2 separate regions of the Sus scrofa genome follow, and region 1 is linked to region 2. The links are chromatin contacts, called in public HiChIP or PLAC-seq maps. All regions are on one chromosome and are shown on one strand. Each heading gives the region's core, a stretch centred on a gene start, on an enhancer-like site or on the middle of the called end of the contact. The rest is flanking DNA. Distances are from core to core; before and after follow the strand shown. Region 1 holds the start of RXFP4 (relaxin/insulin like family peptide receptor 4). Region 2 holds the start of ARHGEF2 (Rho/Rac guanine nucleotide exchange factor 2).

Region 1 (4,835 bases), core at 24-2,523, 36 kb before region 2:
TTGAAAAAGCATTATTCCTTTATCTGCACCCTGCCCTCCACACCCCCATCTCCTCTCCTTTCTCTCATCACAGCAAATTCTGCAACGGTTAGGGCTATGGGCACAAAAGGGAAGGACCCATTGAGGCATTTTTTCCAATTAGGACTGAGATCATGAGGAGACAGGATGGGGTGTGGTGAAGGTGTATCTCAGCATCCGCAGCTCTGAAACGCGGTTTGGGGGTTGGAGGAGAGAATGGAGGCACCATTGACCTCAGATTAGAGCAGGAAAGTGTGAAATGGCTGTGGGCGTTAGTGATCGAGGCTAGCAGGACTTCTTAGCAGGAAGAGAACCAAGGGCATGCCCCAGGGCCACTCAGGTCCTCATAGGCTGCATTCCCAGTGGGGAGGGAACAGGAAGCTGTGACTTCCTCTCCCCTTTTCTTCCCTGCTTTTAGCCTCAAGGTCACTTGCTGCTGCAACGAATTCCAACCTGTGTTTTCGTTGGCGCTGTTCCCTGGCCATGGTGTTAATAACTGCTTAGTACCTTGCTCCCTTCTGCCACAAAGGCCCCCAACTTTTCCTTTGAAATAATAACCATTTGTGCAAATAGCAAGGCACAAAGTGCCCTTTCATATGTGTCATCTCATTTTATCACACTAATCCCGTGAAGAGAGATTTTAATTTGAAAAATTTAAGTAAGGAAACTGAGGTTCAGAGGAGGGAAGAAATTCACTAAAGTCACAGAGTGGTAGTAGAATTGGGACTCCAGAGCCTTGCCTGCCCCTACGCCCCCTCCCAGCCCACCTCCCCAGGTGCCCAGGGAGCACTTTCTGCAGAGAAGGGGGCCCCTGAACAGTTAGGAATAGAGGGGGTTATAGTTTGGTTCCTGCCATCCCTCAGATGGGGTATCTCTGGTCCCCTCCCTGGGTGGAGGCTTGGGGCTGCCCTTCATAGTGGGATAATTTCCCCTTCCCCATTCCCTCTCTTCTGCATGGAGACACACGCACGCACGCAGGCACGCACGCACGCACGCACTTATCCCAGGGTTCTGGTCCTCCCTCACCCTGCCCCACCCACCCCAAGACCAACAGAGAAGAGGCAGGTTGTCCCTCCAGGACCCGCCCTATGAGGTATGACCGTGGGCTGGGCCTCCAGGCAGCCAGAGGCCCCAGAGAAGCAGAGAAGCGCTCAGATCTACAGCAACCTGCAGAGCGCCCTAGGCGGCCCCTACCAGCCTGGCAGACACTCGCTGGCCCCTCTGCCCTGCACCACTGACATCTGATGCCCTGCGATGCCCACACCCAATACCTCTGCCCCCCTGCCCGCTTTCTGGGTCAATGCGTCTGGAGGCAGCGTGCTGAGTGCTGATGATGCAACGATGCCTGTTGGATTCCTAGCCCTGAGGGTCATGGTTGCCCTGGCCTATGGGCTTGTGGGGGCCGTCGGCTTACTGGGAAATTTGGCTGTGCTGTGGGTGCTGGGTAACTGCGCTCGGAGAGCCCCTTGCCCACCTTCTGACACTTTTGTCTTCAATCTGGCTCTGGCAGACCTGGGGCTGGCACTCACTCTTCCCTTCTGGGCAGCTGAGTCGGCGCTGGACTTCCACTGGCCCTTCGGAGGTGCCCTCTGCAAGATGATCCTGACAGCCACCGTCCTCAACATCTATGCCAGCATCTTCCTCATCACGGCGCTGAGTGTTGCCCGATACTGGGTGGTGGCCATGGCTGGGGGACCAGGTACCCACCTCTCGCTCTTCTGGGCCCGTGTGGCCACCCTGGCAGTGTGGGTAGCAGCTGCCCTGGTGACGGTGCCCACGGCTGTCTTTGGGGCTGAGGGCGAGTTGTGTGGCGTGCGGTTGTGTCTGCTGCGCTTTCCCAGCAGGTATTGGCTGGGGGCCTACCAGCTGCAGAGGGTGGTCCTGGCCTTTATGGTGCCACTGGGCATCATCACCACCAGCTACCTGCTGCTGCTGGCCTTCCTGCGACGGCGGCGACAGCGACGGCAGGACAACAGGGTTGTGGCCCGCTCCATCCGCATCCTTCTGGCTTCCTTCTTCCTCTGCTGGTTCCCCAACCATGTGGTCACTTTCTGGGGTGTCCTGGTGAAGTTTGACTTGGTGCCCTGGGACAGCACTTTCTACACCATCCATACCTATGTCTTCCCTGTCACCACCTGCCTGGCACACAGCAACAGCTGCCTCAACCCTGTGCTGTACTGCCTCCTAAGGCGGGAGCCCCGGCGGGCCCTGGAAGTCACCTTCAGGGACCTGAGAGCAAGGCTGTGGCCGCAGGGCCGGGGCTGGGTGGAACAGGTGGCCCTAAAGGAAGTGGGCAGGCGGTGGGAGGAGATCACCCCTAGGGATGGTGGCCCTTCTGCCATGCCCACCAACCGGGACAAAGGGACAGCTGGGTGAAGGGAGCAAGCTAATCCCCCTCTTTCTGGGGGTCTGCCAGGTCAGGTGCAGGATCCACGCATCCCAGGGAGAGAAAAGCTGGCTTCTCTGCTGTAATGTAACGCTCTCAGGGAGAGTCTGATCTTTGATCCCCAAGTCTGGCAGTGGGAGAATGGGGGAGGCCGGGGCCCAGATCAGGGCTGGGTAGGAAGAACCAGAAGTCTCCACGTGGAGATGGGAATGAAGAGGATCTGAGAATAAACCTCTGGAGCATCCACAAAGTGTGTGCACCTTTCATCCTGGTTCCACCTCCAGGTCAGTGTGGCCTAAAGGATTCTTTGTCCCGTGTCTGCCTCCTGTGAACTTTTCTAGGAAATTTTCCCTAAGGGTCCTAGGCTAATTGGCTCTATCCTCTCCATCCCACCTCCCTCACCTCAAATGGGTGTACCCTTGTCCTTCTTCTGGTGTTGGGGCCAAATGTGGCCTCCTCTGGCCATCTCTACCTTCTTACCATCTCAGTAGTGCCCTCAAAAACTTGGTGCCCACAGACACCTCAGCTGCAAAAGCTGTAGTTCCCCCTGCAGGGAGATGCCTCGTGTGGGGTCATGCTGGATGCCTAGCTCCAGCCAAGCCTGGAGTGCAAACCCCTGTTGCTGGCTGGGCGTAGCCCATGCGTTTCTCCTTAAATCAGGATTTGGGAGGAAGAAGAGAAGATAAGGACAGGCCAAGGATGAGGGTGGGGCATAAGGAGGTGAGAGATTGGAGAGCGCTTGGGAGGAGGGGAGGCCGAAGGTGCAGCCAGAGGAGAGGAAACCACAGAGAGCAGTGCTAGTCTTTCTCCTACCTCAAGTGCTTAGCTCAGAGCATCAGCTCAGGGGTTGAAACACACCCGGCTTCACATTCTAGCTCTGACACTAGCCAGCTGAGGGACCTGGGTAAGTTAGTTGACCTCTCTGTATGTTTTCTCAACTGTAAAATGGGCTGTTAAGGGGGTTCCCATCATGGCTCAGTGGTCATGAACCCAACTAGGATCCATGAGGATGTGGGCTTAATCCCTGGCCTTGCTCAGTGGGTTAAGGATCTGGCATTGCTGTGAGCTGTGATGGTGTAGGCTGGCTGCTGCAGCTCTGATTTAACCCTAGCCCAGGAACTTCTATGTGCCACAGATGTAGCCCTAAAAAGAAAAAAAAAAAAAAGGCTGTTAAGTATTTAACAGTGCCCGAAATGGAGTTTCACTATTATTCTTACACCCTATGTAAAGCAGAGACAGTGAAAAAGGAGGCAATAAAGGGGCACCTGGGAGACGGGGACAGGGAGTCATAAAGGTTTTGTCTGGACTTTCTACATGCTCTAGAGTGAAATGAAGGTTTCACATAAAGAACTGAGTGAGGGATTGGCCAGCCCCTCAGGCCCCTTTAGAAAGCATGCTCTCCAGGGCAGCGGGTTCCCCTTTGGTTTCTGTATCCATAGACACCCAGCAATGACGGAGGTTAGCCATCAGAAGGGACTTTCAGGGGGGACAGCTCCTGGAGAGGAGGGAGATGGCAGAGGGAAGACGGGGTGGAGCTCCCACTTCCATTGCCCCACCCCAAGCTCTGGCACGTCTTAAAACCCAGGAGGACTCTGGCCACTGGAGATCCCAGAGCAATAGCTGGACACGGCACCTCCTGAGTGTGTGGAGCCCCCTCTGGAGAAAGGCACTTACTGCACCAGCTCCATCCAGCTGCTGAACAGAAGAGACTCTGAAGAGCCACCTAATTCACAACATATTAGGCAATGTTAAAGAGATTTAATTAGCCTTCTGATGTTTAATTTCCTCTCTTTGATGTTTAAACTGGTTCCAAAACTCCAGGTCTAATCCCAGCCAATTCAGGATGGAAAATCCTCCCCCACCCAAGTGCCCCCTCTTGCCACCCCCTGCAGCTCCTCTGATGGCCCTGCTGGGGCTCCCGGATATTGGCTCCTCTGGGGGCATCCTGCTTTATGGGCTTTATGGAACCCTGAGGTAAATATTGACAAGGTTTAAACAGGCCCAAGTGGGAGGTGAATGCAAGGAGGCGAATGCATGCGTGCGTGCGTGCAGACCCACCCTCCGGGATAGGGGACAGGAGGCGCAGGGGAGGGTACAATGGAAAGGAAGCATTGCTGTGGCCAGAAGCTGGGCCCTGGCTCCCTGCAGCCCAAGTCAGAGAGCTCTGAAACTGCCAACAGGAGGGACAGGGAGTAAGACTGCATTTCCAAAAATGGGAATAGAGAGGGGACAGTGAATACAGTGGTGGAAGATGTGAGAGAAGAACTAATCTCTCAGAACCACCATGTTGGAGAAATGTATGTCAGGTTTTAGACCAAGGATGAGGCAGGGATTTTGGTCAAAGGGTGGCAGGAGGGACAGCCAGCTCTCCCACAAGCTGTGGGCTTCTCTGAACCCATGCTCTGGGCTCTGCATCTCCAGGTTTCTCTGT
Region 2 (4,812 bases), core at 1,459-3,958:
CCTATAGCACCCAGAAGGAGGTTTGATTTTCTTCTTACTACTCGGGACCTTGTTTATTCTGGCAGGGGGCGATGAAAGCATTATTGACTCCAATGGCCATCCATCAGAAATGGTAGAAGAGGGGAATACTATCAGGAAGAATTCTCTGTGAGCTCATTCTGTAGGGGAAGTTAAGCCATGTGATGGCTGGCAACCAGGAAGCTAGACTACCCAGAATCCGGAGGAATGGAGAAACTGGCTAGCGAGGGCCCCTTCAGCTCTCCGATTGTCTTCAGATAGATGCACCTGATGCTGTTTCTTTTGATAGACTGAAATTGAAGGCCAGAGGAAGGGAAAGGATTTGCTCAAGGTCACAGAGTCCCCGAGTAAAAGTTGAACTTTTTTTTTTTTTTTTGTCTTTTTGCCTTTTCTAGGGCTGATTCCTGCAGCATATGGAGATTCCCAGGCTAGGAGTTTAGTTGGAGCTGCAGCTGTCGGCCTACGCCAGAGCCACAGCAACGCAGGATCCGAGCCGAGGCTGAGACCTACACCATAGCTCATGGCAACGCCAGATCCTTAACCCACCGAGCAATGCCAGGGATCGAACCCGCAACCTCATGGTTCCTAGTCGGATTCGTTAACCCCTGTGCCACGACGGGAACTCCAAAGTTGAACATTTTTAAAATTAAAGAGAGAAAGAGTGGAAGAAGCGAAGAGAAGGGATAAACTGTTCCATGGGTTAGACAGAAGCAGAGGCAACAATATACAGTCAAAGCCCTAGGTTTGTTACACAGCTCCACTTCTTACTAACTATGGGGTCTTGTTAGCCTCTAAGTTATCTTGTCTACAAAATGGAGATTAAATACTTATCCTTTGCCAGAGCGTTATAAGAATTAAATGAGAGGACCTCTGGAAAAGGGTTCTGTCAACTCTATAATGCTAGTCAAATAAGAACGAATAAGGCACTTCCTTCTCTCACTGCTTGACTGAACTCTTTGGCCCCACCCCTGCTGTTTATCAGCTTAAGGCCCTATTCTGAGCTGGGAGGAGGGGGAAGAAAAGATTTAGGGCTGCAAGCACTCATATTCCTGAGGAAGCAAGATGGACCAGGCGATGATGGGATGGGAAACAGGAAGATGGGACCAGAGGGCTGTGAGGAAAGGCAAGTGAGACAATGTCCTGATTCTGAGCTCTTTTCTGCCGCCTGCTTGAGCTCCACCAGTCTCTGGCCACTTTCTCCTTCATCTATTCACTGAACTCCTAGGTCAAGGGAGGGCAAATGCAGACCAGGCGAGATCTAGAGAGCCCCCTGCCAGCGCTGACTTCCCCTACCATTCCCGTTGCAGGAAAGGAGGGTGATTTCTGCCCTCAAACTTTCCTACCCTGAACAGAGTGCCTGCAGGGAGGGGGACTCAGATCCCAGGTCTCCGTGTTGGCTTTGTTCTCTAGAGAGCTCTGCTCCAGTCAGAGAGAGGAAGCCTCACTGCCCACCTACCCTGCTCTCAGACTGCCTGGTCTTGTGCCTCCACTCCCCATCTGTGGCCTGTGGTGAGAAGGTACTAAGAACCGCGTTTCATTTCTGCCTTCCCTGCTCACCCAGAGGAAAGAGAATTCTAGCTAAAAGGCTGGCCAAGACGAGCCCTGGCACTGTGGGTGGGGCTGGGAGGAGCCCAGGTAACCTTACTGGGTGAGACTCTGTGGTGCTTCCAGCTAAATCTGATGCTGTCTTGTCTGGGGTTTCTTTCAGTGCTCAGAAGCCGCCCAAGTGGGAAAGTACATGCACACAGGGGGAAGCCAGAGAGGAAAAGGGGGGTGGCTCATTCTGCCAGTAGATGAAGAAAGTGGAAATGCATTCAAGTGGCAGGCAGAGCTCCCAATTTCACAGAGCCTGGGGGTTGGGAATAAGGAGGAGAGCAATGTGCCTTCACCGTCCTGGGGTCAGAACTGCACATGTACGGTGTGTGTGCGCACTTCCATAATCATACACTTTCCTGGCTTCCACTCTGCCTATGGTCTAATTTCAACTCCTTCAGCTGCTGTATCCACCCATAAAATTATGAGTGTAAAAGCACTTTGCAAACCCTAATGCCCTCTGAAGAAGTAAAAAGTATTGCTGTGATTATTATCATTATTTTGTCCGATGGTTAAGATTTCTGCTGCCCACCTCTTAGCTATGTGGGGCCTAAAGAGAGGGAGGGCTGGGCAACTCCTCAGCTTCCGAGGTTCCTGGCCCTTCTCCTCTTCCAGCTGTCTACAGCTGGCTGAGAAGCTGGAGGCATGGGGAAAGCAGAGCAAAGGTAGTTTACTGGGATACAGGGAGGGAGAGAGGGACACATAACATTTCCCTTCAAACTTGAACCATTGCCCTGAGTCTTTGCCACCAGGAGAAGCTGGGGAAGAGAGCAGATGGTAGGTGGAGAGGAAGAATCAGGGAGGGCAGTGGGTCCCGAGCCTTCTTCTCCCTCCCTGGGTACTCCCCCCCCACCGCCCTGCACTCCTACCTTGGCCTTTCCGGTCATGCCCAAGATGAAGCTGAGGGTCCGTCGCAGGGAGGAGCCTGCCCAGGTACCTGAGCCCCCTTCCAGCTGGCTACAGCTGCAGAGAGAAAAAGAAGAGGTGAGGAGAGAGAAAGAGAGCTGGGAAAGAACAAGATACTCCCAGAGAGATGGTGGATGAAGGTACCATGGCCAGGAGAGAAGGAAGATACAGGGCAGAGACTGAGAGAAGGGTGAGGAAGAGCGAGGAAGGACTGGAGAGGAAGATGTCCCCACCCCCTCACCTCCTGGGATTTCCTGGATGCAGTCACTGCAGTTTCCCAGGCCCCTCTATTTATGAGGAAAACTCTGTCTCCTCCCAGATAAATACAGACACCACCCCCCTTCCTACCTAATCCAGGCCCAATCTCCTCTTTCATGCTGCTCCCCAACGGAAATGATATGGGGTGAGGGGAGGGAATCTCCAGGGAGGACTTTTTCCCTGCACAAAACAAGAGCTCTGTGTACGACCCTCTGCTATTTGGAAAGGGCCTCTGGGCCTAACGCCAATAAGGACTGAATTTCCTGGGATTTCATCAGCCCCATCCCATGAGCTAATCCCAAACCCAGAGCCAGGAGGATGTGTCAGCTAGAGATTTTCAAGACCACAAATCAAAACTTGATATCTTAAAGGGGCCATTACTAGCTCACACACCCACACTGTCTTAGAAGGCTGACCCACTCTAATCAGGCTTCGGCCGAAGGAGCCAAATAAACAGGTGCTGATTTTGCGTACTTATTTACATAGATGTTGAAATCTCCCAGCTCCCACCTCGAGTCCTGAGCTATGTGCATCAGCCCCTGCCCTCTCCTCTCGGAGCGCTATAGCCCTTGCCCAGCTCTTCTGAGGGCCACTCCCCATTGGTCTATTACCTCAGCCATCCAAAGCTGATCCAGGATCCTTGATCACTGTCTCTCCCTGATTGCACAGCAGCCAATCTGCCTGCTCACCTTTCTGACACTGAGAACAGCAAACAACCTCCCGCTCATTTATTTACCAGACACCCTGGGATCCAGATATTCCTTTTCTTTCCCTAATGTCTTCCTCATCCCATGGAGCTGCCAGGAACCTCCTTAGTTTTCCCTGGCCAATGAGAAGCGGAATGTTAGGCAGCCCAGAGAGAAGGCTATTTGGAGGTTTTTGATTAGAAACATTAAGGGGAACAATGTTTCAGGAAGCAGAGACCCTTGGAGCTATAGAACCCATTGCCCAGTCCCACTGCCCCTCCCCCATCTAGGCCTCTGAAGGGCTCCGAGTCCCCCAAACTCACCTTTGGCTGAGCTCAGCAGCAGAGGACTGGGACAAATTTCCTGCCAACACAAAAGGAGACCATGAAGTGTCCAGCTAAAGCCAGACAAAGGCGCCCAGAGCTGCCTCCCCCACCCCCTCCACCTGGATCAGGTTCCCAAGCTGCAGGTGCCTGTGACGCCATTCCTGAGGGCGGGCACTGGGGAGTAGGGAAGGAGGGCGGTGTCTCAGCAGAGCAGAGCTGAAGAACTTCGGAGCCACAGTAACAGAGCACTGGGATTGTGTGGAGACAGGGCAGGAAGACCAATGTCTCAGTTCTGTTTCTGGTGAAGGTGGAGGGCAGAGGATTGCCTTGGAGTTCCCAAAGCCTCATCTTACTGTCAAGGTACATTGCAGGTAACTGTCCTCCATCTCTAGTGACAGGAGATGCTAGAAAGCCTCTCCCTCTCCTATGGCCTTCATTAAAAGGAGAGCCTCAGAATACCAAAGTCCTGAATTCAGATCTCTCTTTTGAATAGAGGCACAATGGTGTTTCCAAGGGCGTGTGGTTAAACATAATGCCGGCCATCCAGACCCTAAACAGCTGGCCCTGAGGAGTGGGGTGAAACAGAGGAAAGGAACACTAATGCTTTGCTCCCCACTTTTACTCACCAGCTGGATCTGAGCATCCCACAAAACAATTGATGCCACTCATGGATACAGATTTGGAAACCATGCCAGTGGCTGAGTGGTCCAAAGGGCCAGCGGATGGATGACAGGAACCCTGACCCTAGAATCAAGTTAAGAATCTTCATGCAAAAGTCAAGTTTCATCCATCTCCCCACAGGCTTCTCACTTTCCCACAGCAAGGGCCTTCAGGCCTTCCACCCCTCCCCAGTACCCATATCTGGAACATTCCACTTGAAATAGTTGAGAAGTTATTCTTGCTATTCAGTAGACATCACTCTGTTGCAATTCAAACCCAGGCTGCCTTAATATAGAAAATATCTTAGAAAAGATTTAGCCTGGATAGTTTCCAGAGAAGACAAACTCAACCTAGAGGCCAGACAG

The links. HiChIP or PLAC-seq counts read pairs in DNA pulled down with a chosen protein or histone mark.
Region 1: an H3K27ac HiChIP or PLAC-seq map of alveolar macrophages shows a contact between it and region 2, with 2.2 times the contacts expected there. The contact joins the promoter of RXFP4 here to the promoter of ARHGEF2 in region 2. A contact is called at or near these places in 1 of 5 promoter capture datasets (fetal skeletal muscle), 29 of 47 Hi-C or Micro-C datasets (adipose tissue, alveolar macrophages, blood and 16 more) and 2 of 2 datasets of contacts at active chromatin or transcription factors (alveolar macrophages and skeletal muscle).

The regions. Positions count from the first base shown.
Region 1 is chr4:94,081,533-94,086,367 of Sscrofa11.1, reverse strand. It overlaps RXFP4 (relaxin/insulin like family peptide receptor 4), which reads left to right and starts at 1,273. Exons shown (of 1, transcript NM_001005844.1): 1 at 1,273-2,394. The coding sequence starts at 1,273. The coding sequence ends at 2,394. It also overlaps a transcript of ARHGEF2 not described here.
Region 2 is chr4:94,047,092-94,051,903 of Sscrofa11.1, reverse strand. It overlaps ARHGEF2 (Rho/Rac guanine nucleotide exchange factor 2), which reads right to left and starts at 2,708. Exons shown (of 23, transcript NM_001128463.1): 1 at 2,662-2,708; 2 at 2,481-2,574.